Regions from separate parts of the Sus scrofa genome. Here region 2 is linked to region 1. Evidence: chromatin contacts called from public HiChIP or PLAC-seq data. All regions are on one chromosome and are shown on one strand. The core of a region is the stretch at or near the end of the contact, and the rest is flanking DNA. Distances in the headings are between cores, read along the strand shown.

Region 1 (3,032 bases), core at 349-2,848:
AGGATCTGGCGTTGTCGTGAACTGTGGTGTAGGTCGAAGATGTGGCTTGGATCCCACGTTGCCGTGGCTGTGGTGTAGGCCGGCAGCTGTAGTTCCAATTTGATCCCTAGCCTGGGAACTTCCATATGCCACGGGTGCGGCCCTAAAAAGACAAAAGACATAAATAAATAAATAAATAAATAAATAAATAAATAAATAAATAAAAAGAACCTTTAGAAGGTCCCATAGTGGTGCAGCAGAAACAAATCTGACTAGTATCCATGAGGATGCAGGTTCAATCCCTGGCCTCACTCAGTGGGTTAAGGAACCAGCATTGCCATGAGCTGTAGTATAGGTGAGAGACATGGGTCAGATATGGCATTGCTGTGGCTGTGGTATAAGCCAGCGGCTACAGCTCCTATTCAACCCCTAGCCTGGGAACCTCCATATGCCATGGGTGCAGCCCTAAAAAGACAAAAAAAAACCGAGAGAGAGAGAACAGTTATATGTATGTCCTAATTGGAAAACCCTTCTCATTGCCCGAAATAGTCTGTAAACTTAAAAATAAATAATAACGCCAGGAACATAAAACCACGGATTCTAACTGGATATACCCCAGCGCCACCAAGGTGTTAAAGACACATTCGCCCCCAATAGAGACTTTGTCCTGGGTCCTGGGCTCATCAGCAGGGGCCTGGGGACTGAGCTGCCTGCCTTTTAGATCTCTGCTCAGCCACTTGTTAGCTGTGCCTCAACTTCCCCTTCTGCAAAATGGGAATCATAGCAACACCTGCCTCGAAGGTATTTCCAGGCGTAAATGAGTTAAAAATAGAGAACTTTAGGAGAATCAGGCCTGGCTCAGATAATAAGTGCTTTGTAAATAATAGAGTTTTTTAAAAAAAGAATTATTAAATAGCTTCGGAGATAAGCTGGTCACATGACTTATTTGAAAAGGAAACAACTCTCCTGTCATGTGATTCACTGTTGATTAATGCAGTACCCATGAACTGCCAAAATATGAGTTTCCCACCAGGCAAAAGTCTGGCCCAGAATGACCAGCTCCAGGAGCACAGTGGCCCTGGGGTCCTGCAGTTTTCTAGGTGCCTGCCTGGCATCCATGAAGGGCCCCTTTGTGCTCCCCTAGCTCCTGTCTGGACTCTGGCCTCTCTGTGCCTCAGTTTCCTCATCAAGAAAAAGAGGAGGAAGGTCCTGTTAGCTCCAGAGCTGGCCATGGAGAGCAAGCACAGAATAGTCCCCAACTTGGGTGCCCCAAGCTATGTCAGCAGTGACTCCACCCTCCGCAGTCCAAATGCCTCCTGCCCAGAAAAGCCAAGCGGGTCCTGGGCCAGACTCCCCCTTTTGCCCCTGGGATCAGCCAGCTGTTGAACACAGGGGCCAGAGAGCTTGTCAGATGCTGCAAGGGCAGGCTGCACCTCAATACTGCATATGACTCGTGTGTGTGTGTGTGTGTGTGTGTGTGTGTGTGTGTGTGCGCGCGCGCTCGCGCGCGCAGCGTCCCTGGGTCTGTGTTTTTACTGCACTTTCCTGTTGGCTTCCAGCTGCCCCGCCAGTTCCGGGGAGGGCCCTGGGCCAGCGGCTGCCTCCCCACCCCCTCTTATAAAGGCCCGGCGGCCCTCGAGAAAGCCCGCACAGCTGCCCAGCCTGGGGACACAGAGCAGCCCTGCCTTGTCACCTGCTCCCCCCACTGGCAGCTCAGATCATGGGAGGCCCCCACCACGGCGTCTTTCTCCTCTTTCATGGTGAGAATTTCGGGGCCCTGTTGTGGGGCGGGACAGGCAGCGAGGGAGCCCCTGGCAGCAGCTCTCGGTGTCCAGGCGTCCTCTTCCCCGTGGAGAAATGCGCCCCAGGTCGCTCTGGGGCCAGCCTCGGAGGAAGCCGCATGGCCAGGCGGGCACTGAGGGCACGTGGGGAGAGGGGCTGGCAGTGCCGGGCACCTGCACCCAGTGGCAGGATTCCCCAGACTGCTCTAAGAGCCTTCCCTCTCTCCCAGAGAAATCTCTGACCTCTTTACTGGAGCCACTTTGCGGGGTTGCCCCTGAAGTGGGAAAACTGAGGTTTGGGGAAAGGAGAGGGGCAAAAACTAAATGCGGGAGCCCCGCGGACAGCTGCTCTTAACATCGGGCATAAGGGGATGCTGGGGGGCTTGGAGGCCGGGAGGCGGGACTTCTCCACAGCGGAGGTACCCCCATCACCTCCCACACTGTCTCAGTGGCAGGGGCAGCCCCAGAGAAGACCCTCATTCTTGCTCTGGAGACCCAGCTGGGAGCCAGCTGTGGGTTGAAAGGAGTTTTTGCCCTCTGAAGGTTTGAACCTGACTTTTACTATGACTTCCCCTGGGCCTCCCTTCCCGCCCCACCCAGGGTGGCTCTAACGGTTATCTGGGCAGCTCGTTGCCTGAGCAACCAAACAACAAAGAGAATGAAGAAATGGCATTTGGGGTACCATCCAGAGTTTCCCCAGGCCACAAGGGCGGGGGTTCCCTGTGATGACCCTGTGGGCAGCAGGCGTGAACTCAGTGGCCCTGGGCGGGCTCTAAGCAAGGAATTGGTGTCTATGTGGGGCACACTGAGCAGCTGGGGCGGGGGAAGGGGGGGAAGGCGGTGTGTTACTGGAGCCAAATCTGGGAGCCCCTGAGTCTCACTTTCCACCTCAGCAAAATGAGGCAAAACCGCTCTTTACTTTATAAGGTTGTGTTAAGGGTTAAGTGAGTGCGTATACAGGAACTATTCCTGGTTTGCAGGAAGAATTAAGTAAACACTATTATTGTTATTATTACTTCACTGGTGGGTCTGAGGGGTCCTTAGCTGGAGGAGCAAAGAGAGGATGACTGCCCCGCCCCCCACCCCAGGAATCTTACTGCTTGGGGCTGGGCAGGGGGAATGCAAACCAGATGGAACTGGGAGAAGACCAGCAGCTCCTCTCTCGGCTCCTGTTTGGGAGAATTCCAAGGACCCAGATGAAGAACTCCTGGTCTAGGAAGCCTCCGTGGTTGGAGAGCAGAGCCCAGCCTAGCTCTGGCAGAGGGCAAAGTG
Region 2 (3,319 bases), core at 31-2,530, 250 kb before region 1:
AGAGACAACTCATTCCAGAAGTATGGTATTAATCTGCATCACCTCCCAAGTGAGTAAGCATTATTACCCCCATTTTACAGACAACGAAACTGAGCCTTGGAGAAGGCTGACAATTAGCTCAGGTCGTGAGCGGGATGGAACCCAGGTAGGTACACCAATTGGACCAATGGAGTCAGAGGGAGGAGGGTAGCAGCTTGAGATTGGGATCCAGGAGAAAGTAGAGTGGGAGGGTGGATGGAAAGGGGAGTCATCAGAGTAGGCAGAGATTTGGGGGATAATAATCAGATTATTGGGGGGTTCCAGAGGCTATGTAGCTCCCACTTTCTCTAGGTAACTCTTTCTTCCTGGTCACCCCAGAATGGTGGGGGGTGTGGAGGTGGGTTTTGGAACTAACCCAGGGAAAGAAAGTAGAAAATGTCTCTGCGGGTGCCTCTCCCCGCTTGCTTGGGGCATCGATCCTGGCGTTGAACGCCACAGTCTGGCCCCAACTGCAGGGAGCTGCTTCCTTCCACAAGCCTGGATTCTTCTGTGGGCCTACCCAGGCATCTGGGCCCAAGGTGACCGCCTTTCAAACCTCAGCCGTTTGGCTGAGCCCTGGGCGCTCCGTGTGTGCGTCCCTCCCTCATACCTCAATCTGGGAGTGCACTTGGTGTCAGAGGCCTCACGGACTTCTCCGGAAGTGGATGAGACAAATGGCCCTCTGGGTTTGGCGGGGGCGCAGGCGCACCGCTCGGAGCCATGCTGTGCCCAGGCACTGGGAGAGAGATTGGGGCGCGCGGTGAGGCGGTTCCTGGCGCCCCCTCCAGCCCGAGCTGTGCGCAGCACGGGTGGAACGTGGAAGGACAACCCAGAGGCCCTGGGAGTCGCTGCCCACCGTTTGGCAGAGGCTGGGTGGGACTGACGAGGCCCCGGAAAGATGATTTCGGGGGACACCTCGCCAGAGGACAGTTGTTCAGAGGCCCAGTCAGACGTGCAGCTGGAGCCAAGCCTCCTAGCAATGCAGGGGACGTGGGGACTAAAAGGTGCCAGAGTGGCACCCACTGAATTAACACGGCACTCAGACTGGCACCCTAGGTAGCAGGCTAGGTCTAGAGAAGCCTTTTTCCAAGAAGTCCAGTCCCCCGAGCTGACATGAGGCGCGCCAGCGGACTAAATCCAGTGCCCAGGGAGGCGCCCCGACTCTGGCTCGAGGGCGGGGCCAGGAGTCCTCAGGGCAGGTGCAGGGGGCGGTGCCCGGCCCTGCCCCCAGGGGCCGTTCTTGGAGGCCAGGGGCGGGTCAGAGAGGCGGCCGGTGCGGGCGACGCCTTGGAACCCGCGGGCGGCAACTGCGGCCACAGGTGCGGAGCAGGGCAGTGTGTCCCAGCTCTAGGCATCAGAGCTCTAGCGCTGGGAGTTGAGGCTTCCGAGCTGCTCACAACCCTGGACCCCGAGGCCCCCGGGCCGGAGAGCGGAGCCCTGGGGTCGTCCAAAGCACTGGGCCCTGAGCCCCCCGGGTCAAACCGCGAAATTCCGGGGCCTACTGCTGAGCGGGACACCGAGGTCCCCAGGCCAGGCGGCGAGGTCCCCGTGTCTTCCCAAAACCAGTGCGCAGAGACCCCCAAGCAAGAGCGCGAAGTCTTCCAGCCATCACCGGGGCAGGACGCAGCTGAGGGTTTTGTGAGTCCTGGGCCAGGCAGCGACGACCCTGAGCCGTCTGAAGTGCGAGGAGTGGGGCTCCTGGATCAGTGTCCCTCTCAGGGTTGCGAGACATACTCAGAGTCGGAAGCCCCCCAGCTGCGTTTTCTGCTGCACTCGGAGACCCCACAACAGCCCCGGGAGGAGCCGCTAATGGAGACGCCCATCGAGCGCGAAATCCGCCGCAGCTGCGAACGCGAGGAGAGCCTGCGCCGGAGCCGGGGCCTGAGCCCAGGTCGCGCCGGCCGTGAACTCGTCGAACTGCGCGTGCGGCCGGTGCTCAGCCTGCCGGGCCCCGGCCCCGCGCTCCCGCGTGCCTTGGAGCGCGCTCGGGCGGGCGCGCAGATGCAGCGAGACATCGAGCGGGAGGCCCATCGGCAGGCGGCGCTGGCACGCTCTGCGGTCCCGGAGCAGCGCACCCGGCCGCCGCCGCAGCCTCTGGGCGAGCTCAAGCGCTTCTTCGAGACTGCCGGCTGGTGCGGCTCCACGCCGGCGGCGGAGGGCAGCGCGGGCCAGCAGCGGCTGCCTGAGCCCGGAGGCCGGCCGCGCTCAGCCGTGCAGGGCCGGTGCCCGGTGCTGGCCCGCGCCCCGCCGCCTATCGCGCCATCGTTGCTGGAGCAGGAGGTGCGCGAGGCGAATGAGCGCGAGCGGGAGCTGCAGCGCCAGCGGCTCAGTGTCTACGGCACCGCCGAGTTCAAGGAGCCCGCGCCCAGCCTCACCGGTAAGCCACTGGCGCCCCGACCCTGGGGACTCCCAGGGCTCCAGCCGCCTTCACCCACTGCCCAACTCTAACGGCTCTTTGATACTCATGGTCCGCCTTCCTGGCTCCCAGACTCCTTGGGCCCCCCTCTAACTCTCCTCTCTGTGCCCACCCCTTCTGGGCTACCCATCCCTCGCTCCATCCCTCAGTTGAACTCCCGATCCACCCCACCTAGGCTCACGGTGGGGGAAGGGAAGAGAGTTCCAGATATCTTTGTTGGCTTCCAGGAAACTATCCCTGGGTTCTGGCACACCTGATTCCTCCCTTTAAATTTTTGGGTTCCTACTTCCTCACTCTGGGTTTGTTCGCCTCCCTCCAAACTCAGGTTCCTCCCTCCTCCCTCAGGATGAAAGCCTCTACGAGGAGGAGGGGGGGTGAACGCCTGTGTGTATTTAAGGGGTGCGGTCGGTCTCCTTCGTCCTGGCCGCCTCCAGCTGGTGAGAGGAGGGGCAACCCTAGCTGAGCGTCCCTTCCCCCGCAGAGAGCAGGGGCGACGGAAAGCTGGCGGTGATCTGGCCTCCCCGCAGAAAGGCTTCGGAGAACGGTCTGGAGCAGGTGGGAGCCCCTTTCCCCTCTTGCCTCAGGTGCTTGTCGCTGACCCCACCCCACCCCTATGGCGCGAGAACGCTGGGCTGGGGAAAGCCCCCCCCCCGCCCCGCCCCGGCCGTCACTGCGTTAGGACACAAAGTCCCCTGCGTGGCTTAGGGGTGACGAGGAGGCAGTGGTCCTGGGGTCTGGGTGTGCCCACTCGCTGAGGCAGGCCTTCTGTCTGGCCCCTCTCCCCAGGAGGAGCGGAAGCCTTGAGGTTCGAACAGGCTGTGATCCCCGGACAAAAGTAACATGCTCATCAGAGGACCGAGGCAGGGGCGCCCAGGAGTGCCCTCC

What was found. HiChIP or PLAC-seq counts read pairs in DNA pulled down with a chosen protein or histone mark.
Region 2: an H3K27ac HiChIP or PLAC-seq map of skeletal muscle shows a contact between it and region 1. The contact joins the promoter of MISP3 here to the promoter of ADGRE5 in region 1. A contact is called at or near these places in 2 of 2 datasets of contacts at active chromatin or transcription factors (alveolar macrophages and skeletal muscle).

Annotation. Positions count from the first base shown.
Region 1 is chr2:64,860,662-64,863,693 of Sscrofa11.1, reverse strand. ADGRE5 (adhesion G protein-coupled receptor E5) reads left to right here and starts at 1,598. Exons shown (of 18, transcript NM_213925.2): 1 at 1,598-1,739. The coding sequence starts at 1,700.
Region 2 is chr2:65,108,035-65,111,353 of Sscrofa11.1, reverse strand. MISP3 (MISP family member 3) reads left to right here and starts at 1,280. Exons shown (of 3, transcript NM_001244869.1): 1 at 1,280-2,395; 2 at 2,916-2,989; 3 at 3,221-3,319. The coding sequence starts at 1,828. The coding sequence ends at 3,238.